Linked DNA regions of Rattus norvegicus: region 2 is linked to region 1. A link is a contact called in public Hi-C data. All regions are on one chromosome and are shown on one strand. Each heading gives the region's core, a stretch centred on a gene start, on an enhancer-like site or on the middle of the called end of the contact. The rest is flanking DNA. Distances are from core to core; before and after follow the strand shown. Region 1 overlaps Wwox (WW domain-containing oxidoreductase). Region 2 overlaps Wwox (WW domain-containing oxidoreductase).

The links. Hi-C and Micro-C count contacts between places; a contact is called where the count stands out from the background.
Region 2: a contact with region 1 is called in a Hi-C map of liver, with 4 times the contacts expected there. The contact joins two enhancer-like sites. A contact is called at or near these places in 11 of 12 Hi-C or Micro-C datasets (the A7r5 cell line, Schwann cells, frontal cortex and 6 more).

The regions. Positions count from the first base shown.
Region 1 is chr19:59,678,908-59,683,815 of GRCr8, reverse strand. The region is part of intron 8 of Wwox (WW domain-containing oxidoreductase); the gene reads right to left. Among named protein-coding and RNA genes, the nearest start is that of Trnal-cag16, 120 kb to the right of the region's middle. Within about 2 kb of position 1,640, at least 1 of the 93 cell types and tissues checked has an H3K27ac peak or open chromatin away from gene starts, as enhancers often do. A contact at or near this core is called in liver, where this site is marked.
Region 2 is chr19:59,895,472-59,899,989 of GRCr8, reverse strand. The region is part of intron 8 of Wwox (WW domain-containing oxidoreductase); the gene reads right to left. Among named protein-coding and RNA genes, the nearest start is that of Trnal-cag16, 340 kb to the right of the region's middle. Within about 2 kb of position 3,134, at least 9 of the 93 cell types and tissues checked have an H3K27ac peak or open chromatin away from gene starts, as enhancers often do. A contact at or near this core is called in liver, where this site is marked.

The sequences.
Region 1 (4,908 bases), core at 391-2,890:
GTGCGTGTCTCCCAACGTCCAGGAAGGCAAGGTGACCCAGGAGGTTCCCGGTATAGTTAAAGACAGGGGTTCCCCGTAATGCCCCTGCCACCCTCGTGCTAAGTCTGTACAACCTGATGCGCCCTTGCTTCTGGCCACCTTTGTGAGCGGGACTTGTGCAGTTTGGAATCAGACTCTTGCTGAGACCTGGTTCCCTTCACTCTCCTACGAGCTCTGAATGCCCTGTGGCAAACCTCCCTGATTTGAGATACACGAAGAGGTCAAAATGAACCACAAAATGGTTGTAGAGTCTTTCAGAGTCTCCTTTCCCACCTCTCCCATGGTGACATCAATGCTCTCCCAAAGATACCAGAAAGAGAGGGGAGCGGAATAGAGAGGAGGGAAAGGAAAGGGAGGGGAGGAGAAGGAGATAGAAGAACTGAGTGAAAACAAATTACAAGGAACTTTGTTTTAAAGTGCCCTCACGGGGTCAGTGAGATGTTCAGCCTGCAGCCAAATCTGACAGAGCAGACCCAATCTCCAGAATGCACGTGGTGGAGAAAACCGAGTCCCACAACTTGTCCTCTGATCGCTATGTGCACGCTTTGATATGTGTGTCCCACTACAAATATACATACACTACATAGACATATACATTTTAAAATACAATTTTAGAAAGTAAATAGCATTAAGATACTAATACTTTAGATGCTGATTTAAAATGTTAACTTTAATTAAACACTTCCCCCACAAATTCCCTTCAGAATAATGGTCTTTTAAATTATCTGGAAATCTGGTATTTCTTTCTAAGCCACAACCGGGGTTCTCACCCAGCCACAGTCCTGCCAAGGGAAGGCTGAGCTCCTACACTGTAGGATCCTGCCTGAAGCCCAAGGAACATGTATTTATTGAGCTGTGGGGGGCCAAGGAGTAGACGTGCTATTACTCAGGCTAGTCACTGAAAGCGGGTCACTGTTATCACCCCCTACCCCCCAAAACTCCGAGCCCTTGTCCCTCACTGTCCTGGTGGCCCTGAAGGAGGAGGCCAGTCCAGTCTACCTCCATCCAAATAGCTTCTCATCCACAGTGAGCTAACTCTTCTGTTTGGAGCACACCTCTCTGGGCACTTAGAAGAAGTGGTGACTGTTCTTGAATTTGAGTGGTAGGCACAGAAGGGGTCTGGACAGAGGGGCGTATAAACAATGCAAACCCAGGAAGTTCTCAAAGCAAGAGAAGCAGTGAGTCAGCCCATTACTTTGTATGCTAGCCCCAGAGCCTTTCCCACCCATGAAATCTCTGCTCGTGAGAACCAAGTTCAATGACCTTGACGTTCAATCTTATGAAAATAATCCATGTTAGCTTTAAAAAAGAAAAAAAGCATGCTTGGTCTAAAGTAAAACCTGATCACTACACCCACAGATTAGTGCAGCAGTCAACCCTCATTCGAGAAGTTTCTCCTTGTAGTAGACAGCAGTGAGTATGGAGACCTGCAGCCCATCAAGGTGAGGACCAGGGACAACTGCCGAGAGCTCATCGATTTTGGCGGAAAGTCAGGGTACATGTGAGAGTCAAAGGTGACGCATGGCTACAAAGGAACAGCGTGTCCTGGCCACAGCCGAGCCGTTGCACACAAGCACTCACAGCAGTTGAGGCGATACGCACAGGCTTGCACAGGTTCATGCTGGACAGAATCCCAGAGAATGGAGAGAGGGCCTACACAGAGTCCCACCTTCAGCTGAGGGGCTATGGCTTGCTGATAGCCACTGGGAGGAGTGTCCATTTTCTTGAGGGGGTGATGGGTAGATCACCATCCGGTGAAGGCCAAATATCCAAGAGCAGATATGTAGTATAAATTATATTTGGAAGGTTTTAAGAAAGAAGAGCGCATAAAGCTGGGTGGGTAGGGATCTAGATGGATCCAGGAGGGTGAGGGAGGGGGTGAATAAGATAAAAATGCATTGTATGAAACTCTCAAAGAACTAATAAAAATAAGGAAAAAAAACCATTATTTTTCTGTGGCTCTCTACTCAGACTGACTTCCTGGGGCCGAGACTCAACCATCACTCTGTTCCCCGTCTTTTCAGATCTCCTTTAAGCACAGGGGTGGCCTGTGAAATAATGGTTTTCAGTTTTAGAAAACTGTAGATCGATGGCTCATCTCCACTCGGCAGCACTTCCCGTCCAAGGGGCCTGACCTCCAGGCTCAGCCACAGAACTCGTGCATCCGTTCTTCTGATGGTGGGAAACCGGGTGGCAGCCGAGTGCCTAAGGAGGAAACCAGCAGCCTCTCTCAGGATGAGCCTGAAGCCCTCAGAATGGCCTGTCACCCTGCGATGGACATCAGCCTCCCACTCAATTGACAGCCCTTCCTCCGGCTATAGGATCTCGACTGTAATTACAGGAAAGGCCATACCATAAGGATGGGGGGAGGGATAATTGACAAACAGCTCCATGTGCAGTCTCCAGGACTGATGGCCCAGCTGCATGTTACTGCTTCTTCTCAAACGGGCGACCAATGCATAATCCATTAAGCCGGGGCCATGCAAACCCAGGAGATGGGGCTTCTGCACTCTGGGCCGTTTGAGGCTCACAGAGATGGCCCCCAGCTCGACGGCCCAGCTCGACAGAGTGCCGCCATATAAATTACGTTCTGGAGCCACAATTTTGCAGTTGTTGCTGCTGGTTTCTTTCGCTTGCTCGTAGCTTTCTGTTTGTGTTGTGTTTATTCATCATGCCATCCAAAAATGGAGAGGGAGAGGCCACATTTGCAGGCTTTGAAATCTGAACTTCAGCCTGGCTTCTGGCGGCTGCACCACTGTAAGAGTAGAGGGTGCAAAGCTACTTAGGAAGAGCTGCCCACTGTTAACTTTCTCAAATGAAGGCAAAGATCAGGAGTTGGCATGCCAGATGGCTTGGTCAGGAAGTGCTCACCACACAGGCATAAGGACAGTAGTATGATCCCCAGCACCCAGATTAAAGAGCCAAGTGCAGAGACGACACACACTTATATGATGCTAGGACTCGGGCACAGCGGAGACCAGCAGTAGAGCTATATCAGCAAGCTACATGTGCACTGAGACACTCCACCTCAAAGACTAAGGGGGAGCATTGAAGAAGACACATGAGGATGCCCTCTGGTCTACACACACACGTGCACATACATCTGTACTTGAGTAAAGCTGGTGTAACCCATATCATGCACTGGGTCAGAACATGGCCCCAGATCATTTAAAAACCATTGCCCCCGTCGGCCCTGTACTTTTCATCTCAGGATTCCCAGTTCTAAAACCGGGAATACCAAGTGGTATTCAGAAAGACCTGACATGTTATGTATTCATAAGAGTCGGGCAAGGGTCACGCAAACATCGTATGTATGAATTATTGTGGATTTCGGTCTTATATGTTTAATCACAACCTCTAGTAAAAGGAATGGTTTTCCTTAAATTTTTCAAAGATTCTTCACTTGGCACCGCGGGCAGCTGGAATGGCCCACGGAAAGTGTGAGCTGTAAACAGACAGAGCCACCAATTAGCTGCACAGGTGAGCCTTGTTCAGTGGGACACATGTTCATCAGCCTATGTGTGCAGAAATCAAAGTACAGCTAAATGAACAGGTAAGCTTGCTACTGAAATGAGCATTGCAATGGGAAAAGAAAGTGTTCTAAGGAAGCTTCTGGACCAGAGAAGTGTTGGCCTCCAGTCATCCCAGATAGAGCCTTACCGTAGAATGTGACTGTCATAGAGTAAGTGTCTAACTGATGGAGGCAAGGCCCAGTAAGAACCATGTAGTATTCCCATCTCTAACTGGGGGGAAGTTTTCCTAAGCTTCTCCCTCGAGGAAGGCTGACCTCCAACAGCAGAAGACCACCACCACCGAGAATAAAATATCAAAGGCCCTTGCATAGAGACCCAGTTTTTTCCCTGCACAAAGAACCATCAGAGTGTCACTTTGGACACTAGGGAAATAGATGGATTGCTTGCTGAACAAGAAGGAAAACTTGAGAGCCCAGATCTGTAACCATGGCACTGGAGAACAGAGACAAGCAGATTCTGGATCCCAGGGGCTTGCTGGCCAGCCAACCTGGCTGAAATGGCATGCTCCAGTTTAGTGAAACCCTGTCTCAAGAAATAAGGTGGAGAAGTGATTAAGAGCTACCTGATGTCAACCTCTGGCTCCCTCATGACTGAACACTGGTGAGCACACATATACATAGGCAGGCGCACACACACACACACACACACACACACACACACACACGCACACGCACACTCACACTCACTCATAGAATGTCACTTTGCTAGAATGATAAAGAAAAACATCTCCCATACTAACTGAAGGCTACAGGTAGTGACTCCTTGGATTAGTAGTCTGATTGGTTAGTGATGTCTGTGTTGGTAGGGCACTTGGGATATGGAAGCATTTACCCTAGGTACCCATTGTCCCCATGGTCATTCCCCAAGCATTCCACACACCAGGCATCGAGATGCTGCTAGTTCATAAGAAGATAGCTAATGATGGCGAAAAAAGATAAAGCCAATACATTCTGATTGGATGATACATAGTCTCTCAGAACCAGCTACTCCTTGAATAACTTTGCTAAGTTGACATTAGTCACTCAGGACGTGAGCAGTACAACAAATTTCTCGGAGCCAATGCAGGGACAAAATTTAAGTCCTGTCTCCCCTGAGAGTGAAGAGGAAGAGATCTTGTAAATAACTCCTGGGGCAGGTTCCGGTCCTTAAGGTCAAAGATGCCTCTGCTTGGTGCCATAGTCTTACATGCGAAGGAGCCAACATTCTGACTGCTCTATGTGATCGACCTCATGTATACTGAATATTGACTGAATATTGAATATTCTAACTCACTGTGAAGTGCATGTTACATATAGACGAGGGCAAGGCTAGGAGGTTACAGGAATGGGTTTAACTG
Region 2 (4,518 bases), core at 1,885-4,384, 210 kb before region 1:
GTGTGCTGCCAATGTGTGCACATGTGGAGGACAAGTCTGCCAAGTATCTTCTCTACTGTCCTCTAGTATTCTCTTTGAGGCAGAGTCTCTCCCTGAAGTTAGAAGTAGCCTCAGTTTAGCCAGGCTGACTGGCTATGAAGTTCCTGGGGGCAGTGATGCTCTCCCACCTCTCCAGAGCTAGGTTTACAGACAGGAGGGGCCATGCCAGCTTTTTTCACATGGGTACTGAGGATCCAAACTCAGATCCTTATGCTTGCCCAGTAAGCAATTCACCCACTGACCCATGTGCCCAGCCACCTGTCATCTGCAGATCCCACTGCCATGCTGTCATCACCGTAATCACCTTCATTGTTATCATTTAACAGATAAAAGCTATGTCCTTGTAAGAGACTAAATAATAGCGTTTGTATAGAGTGGAAAAGTAAATGTGTTAAATGAGAAAGACACAAGTCTGGCATCTATACCTGGAGCAGTCAGGCCAGGAACATTCTCTCCCTTACAGTCCTTCCCACTGCAGATGAGCCTTGTTTCCTCTGTTCAGATATCATCTCCTTAGCATGTTCCTCAACACACACACACACACACACACACACACACACACACACACACATCTTATCTGGTTGAATTTTTTAAAAGATTTCTTTATTTATTATATATAAGTACACTGTAGCTGTCTTCAGACACACCAGAAGAGGGCATTGGATCTCATTACAGATGGTTGTGAGCCACCATGTGGTTGCTGGAATTTGAACTCAGGACCTCTGGAAGAGCAGTCAGTGCTCTTAACCATTGAGCCATCTCTCTAGTCCAGGTTGATGTTTTTATTTAAAGATTTTTATTCTATTTTTAATTATATGCATATGGGGGGAAGGGCTATGTGCACATGTATGTGTATGCCAAAAGGAGGCATCATTTCCTGGGGCTGGAGTTACAGACATTATATCTGATGTAGATGCTGGGAACCACACTTGCTTGGGTCCTCTGGACAAGTAGCAGGTGTTCTTAACCACTGAGCCATCTGTCCAGCACTGAGCCTTCTGTCCAGCACTCCACCGTGGTCTGTGTAATATTGGCTTGTCTACTTGTTTAACATCCTCTCCACAATACCATGGAAGTCATGCTAGTGCAGGGGTCTTTTGGTTTGGGTGAATTTAGTATTTTATTATAGCCCTTAGCTCTCTCTGATGTCCAAAGGATAAGTGCAATCTCAATAAATCAACCATTTACCGCATGATTGAAAGGATGCTCTCCAAGTGGTGATTGAGTGGACACCTGAGCGTCTAAGGCTGGGGATGAAGATTCCTCTTTGGACCTGCCTCTTGTGGCCTCTAAGGGTCTGACGAAGATCTGAAGTACCTAGAACCCTGTCAACATCATTTATTTATTAAAAATAGTTTGTTTTGGCTGGGTGGTGGTGGTGGTTACACTGCTTTAATATCAGCATTTGGGAGACAGAGATGGGTGGATCTCTGAGTTTGGGGCCATCATGGTCTAAGGAAAAAACAAACCAACAACAACAAAACCACCTTGGTTCTGTTAAAGCTCCACCAGGGTAGCACCAGGAAAGCTTCCACGGGGGCGTTTCTGAGGCACACATTTATGTGTTATCTGTGAGGGTGGTTTTCCAGGGAAGGCACGTGAGAAAGAAAAGACCTCTCTTGATGTAGATGACACAACCTCTTGGGCTGAAGTCCCCAAGGGGAAAGAGAAAGAAAGTTGAGCAACAGCATTCCCCTCCCTCTGCTTGCCCGTGCGTCTGGTGGTGAGTAAGGCTCTGGGATTGCGTGCTCTTCCTGCCAAGATGGACTTTAAGCCATGAACTGTGAGCTCCTTTCCCTGAACTTGCCTCCAGTCAAGCACTTGGTCCAGGCCACGAGAAAAGCAAGCTTGTTTTTGCTGTAGTTCTCAACTGTGCTCGCCTTAGAGATGCTGGCCCTCTGCATTGATGGTTGGCTAGAAAAGTCTCCCTGCAGGGGCTCCTTGATCTGGAGCCTTTGGTTTTAAGCTAACACGGGAGATGAAGAAAGGGACAGATCAACCTTTATGCCTGCCCAATTCCCAAACCTTTCCCCCTCCCGATTCTCCTTTTCCGATCCTGTGGAGCCAAAGGTCTAACCTTTGCAACCAACTTGCTACCTGGGAATTAAAATAATAAACAAACAAGCAGGGCCTCGGCTATCCTGATTAGGAGATGAGCTCCCAAATCTGGCTGTTGACTATGGCTCTAACACTTACTAGCTGTGTGGTCAGCTGCCATTCTCTGCGCTCTGGGTTCCTGGGCCCAAAAGTGGAGTGGTGGAGTCTATCCAGGCAAGTAAGGAATAGTACAACTATACAGTGTTGCACACAGACCCTGCCACAGAGCCAATGACTGGTGTTAGCTAGGCTTGGTGGTAGCTGCCTTTTCAGGACTTTAAAATTTTATTTAAAAAAAAAAAAATCAGGATGACTTGTCGGAGCCATATCTGTTTCCCGATAGTGGGATATGCAGGGCAGATAATTTTAGATGCTACAGAGATCCCCACAAACTCCTTCCAGCATTCCAAGAGAGGATTAAGTTCATCGCTTTAACTCAGACCTGTCAACTCCCCCCCCCCCAAAAAAAATAGCTGGGAATCTAAACTCGGGTTTGGAATGAACCAAGCAGGTGACTGCCTGGAGGTGGGGAGGTGGGGAAGGTATCATATCATATCCAAGAACCACCTTGTGGGAAGTACACACTGCTGGGCTTCCCTTAAAAGAACCAGCCTGGAGCTGGTGCTGGAGGCCCCAGGATCAGTACCTTTCAACAGAGAAGACAGAAGTGGCTCGGGCCTGGCTGGGGACACAAATGCAATCGGTTATATGGTTTTCCAAGAGAAATCTTCCTTCAAAGTGCTCTCTTCTCTGTAAGCCTTTGTTTGCACATGGGAGAGCAGTAGGGGGAGGAGGCTCTCACCTGATGTGCTGAGAAGACACAATGCAGAAGGTGCTAAGTAAAATGACTAGGAGATCGCACCTTTAATTTCATACTTCGAATTTCTAATGCGTCGGTCTTCCGAGAAGCTTGGAACGCTCACCCAAATTGTGAAATGACTTGGCCCCATCCTCACAGTCATCTCGAGACCAGGATGACAGCATGAACATGTGACACCCTGCTCAACAACACAGACATCAATCATAGTGAGGTCCGGCATTAGGTAAATACCAGTGTATTTATCAGCTTGTGGCCTCGCTGTCACCTCATTCTTTACCAAGTGCTAAGCCGGTTATATGAAACGGGCCTTCAGCAGGGGTGGGGCCTAATGGGGGTGGATCACTGGTTACCCAGAACCAGAGTGAAAAAGAATCCAGCAGAGGATTCTGGAGAGGTGGAAGGGTAAATCGGGAAGCAGGCTGCATGGGGTTCAGGCTCAGCTCAGTAAGAAGCTAAAATTGGGAGACGAGACAGTCACAGACTTGAATCTCAGAAGTGCCGTCTCTGTAGCTGGTGGTAACCACCCCAACAAGCTGCAGTGTGTTAGCATGTACAGGAAGTAGCTGCCCTGGGTTTGGCAAGCAGGAAGTATTTGCCATGTGCCATGTGACCCAAGTCCCATCCCTGGGGATCCACAGAGTGAAAATAGACTCCAAGAAATTGTCCTCTGACCTCCAGACACATGCACACAAGATAATAGGGTTGTTTGCTTGTTTGTTTCACGCTGGGGAGATGCTGTGCAAGAACAATGTCCTGCACTTGGATCCTCAGAAGCCAATCCAAAGCAGGTGAGGTGGTGTAGACATTCACAAAGCAGGAGCTTCTACCAGGACATGGGGGGCAGAGAAGGTCCATGAGACGCTCACAGGGCAGGTAGCATAGCCTATGCAGCAGTGAGTGTCTAGGGAGATCCTGTTTCCTATGAGGTGCGCACCACAGCATACATTTGCTCATAGTCACTGCTCCCTCCCCTCCCCTCCCATACACACAATTTAAAAACAAGCAAACAAGGGCTGGAGAGATGGCTCTGGAGTTAAGAGCAGTAACAACTCTTGGCGGCCTGAGTTCAGTTCCTAGCACCCACAAGGAGTGGCTGACAACTGCCTGTAACTACAGTTCCAGGAGGTTTGATACCCTCTTTTGTCCCTCACAGGTACCCATACATACATAGCATACATGAATTCACTCGGGCACACGTACATACACACAAAAAATAAATCTTACGAGAAAACAGAATTGAGGCTTGCCGGTCTGCACTCTGGGCTAGCGTCTTCTGGGATCCTATGACAGCACCATTTTTCTCAGCACTGGCCACCAGTCTCCACGTTCAGGTTTGTTCTATTGCTGATTGTCAGTCACAATGTCTGACCCCTGTGGACCAGAGACCCTCAGGAGCAAGGCACAGTGTGGCCTTTTGTCTGAGCCTTCTTCATATTGTGTAATACAACAGCCACCAGGGACATCTGGTTTCTTAAGTTACTTAAATTTAGTCAAATAAAGCTTCCAGGCCCTCAGTCATGCCCACCGTGTTTCAAGAGCTCTGCAGCTTTGGGCGGCCATTG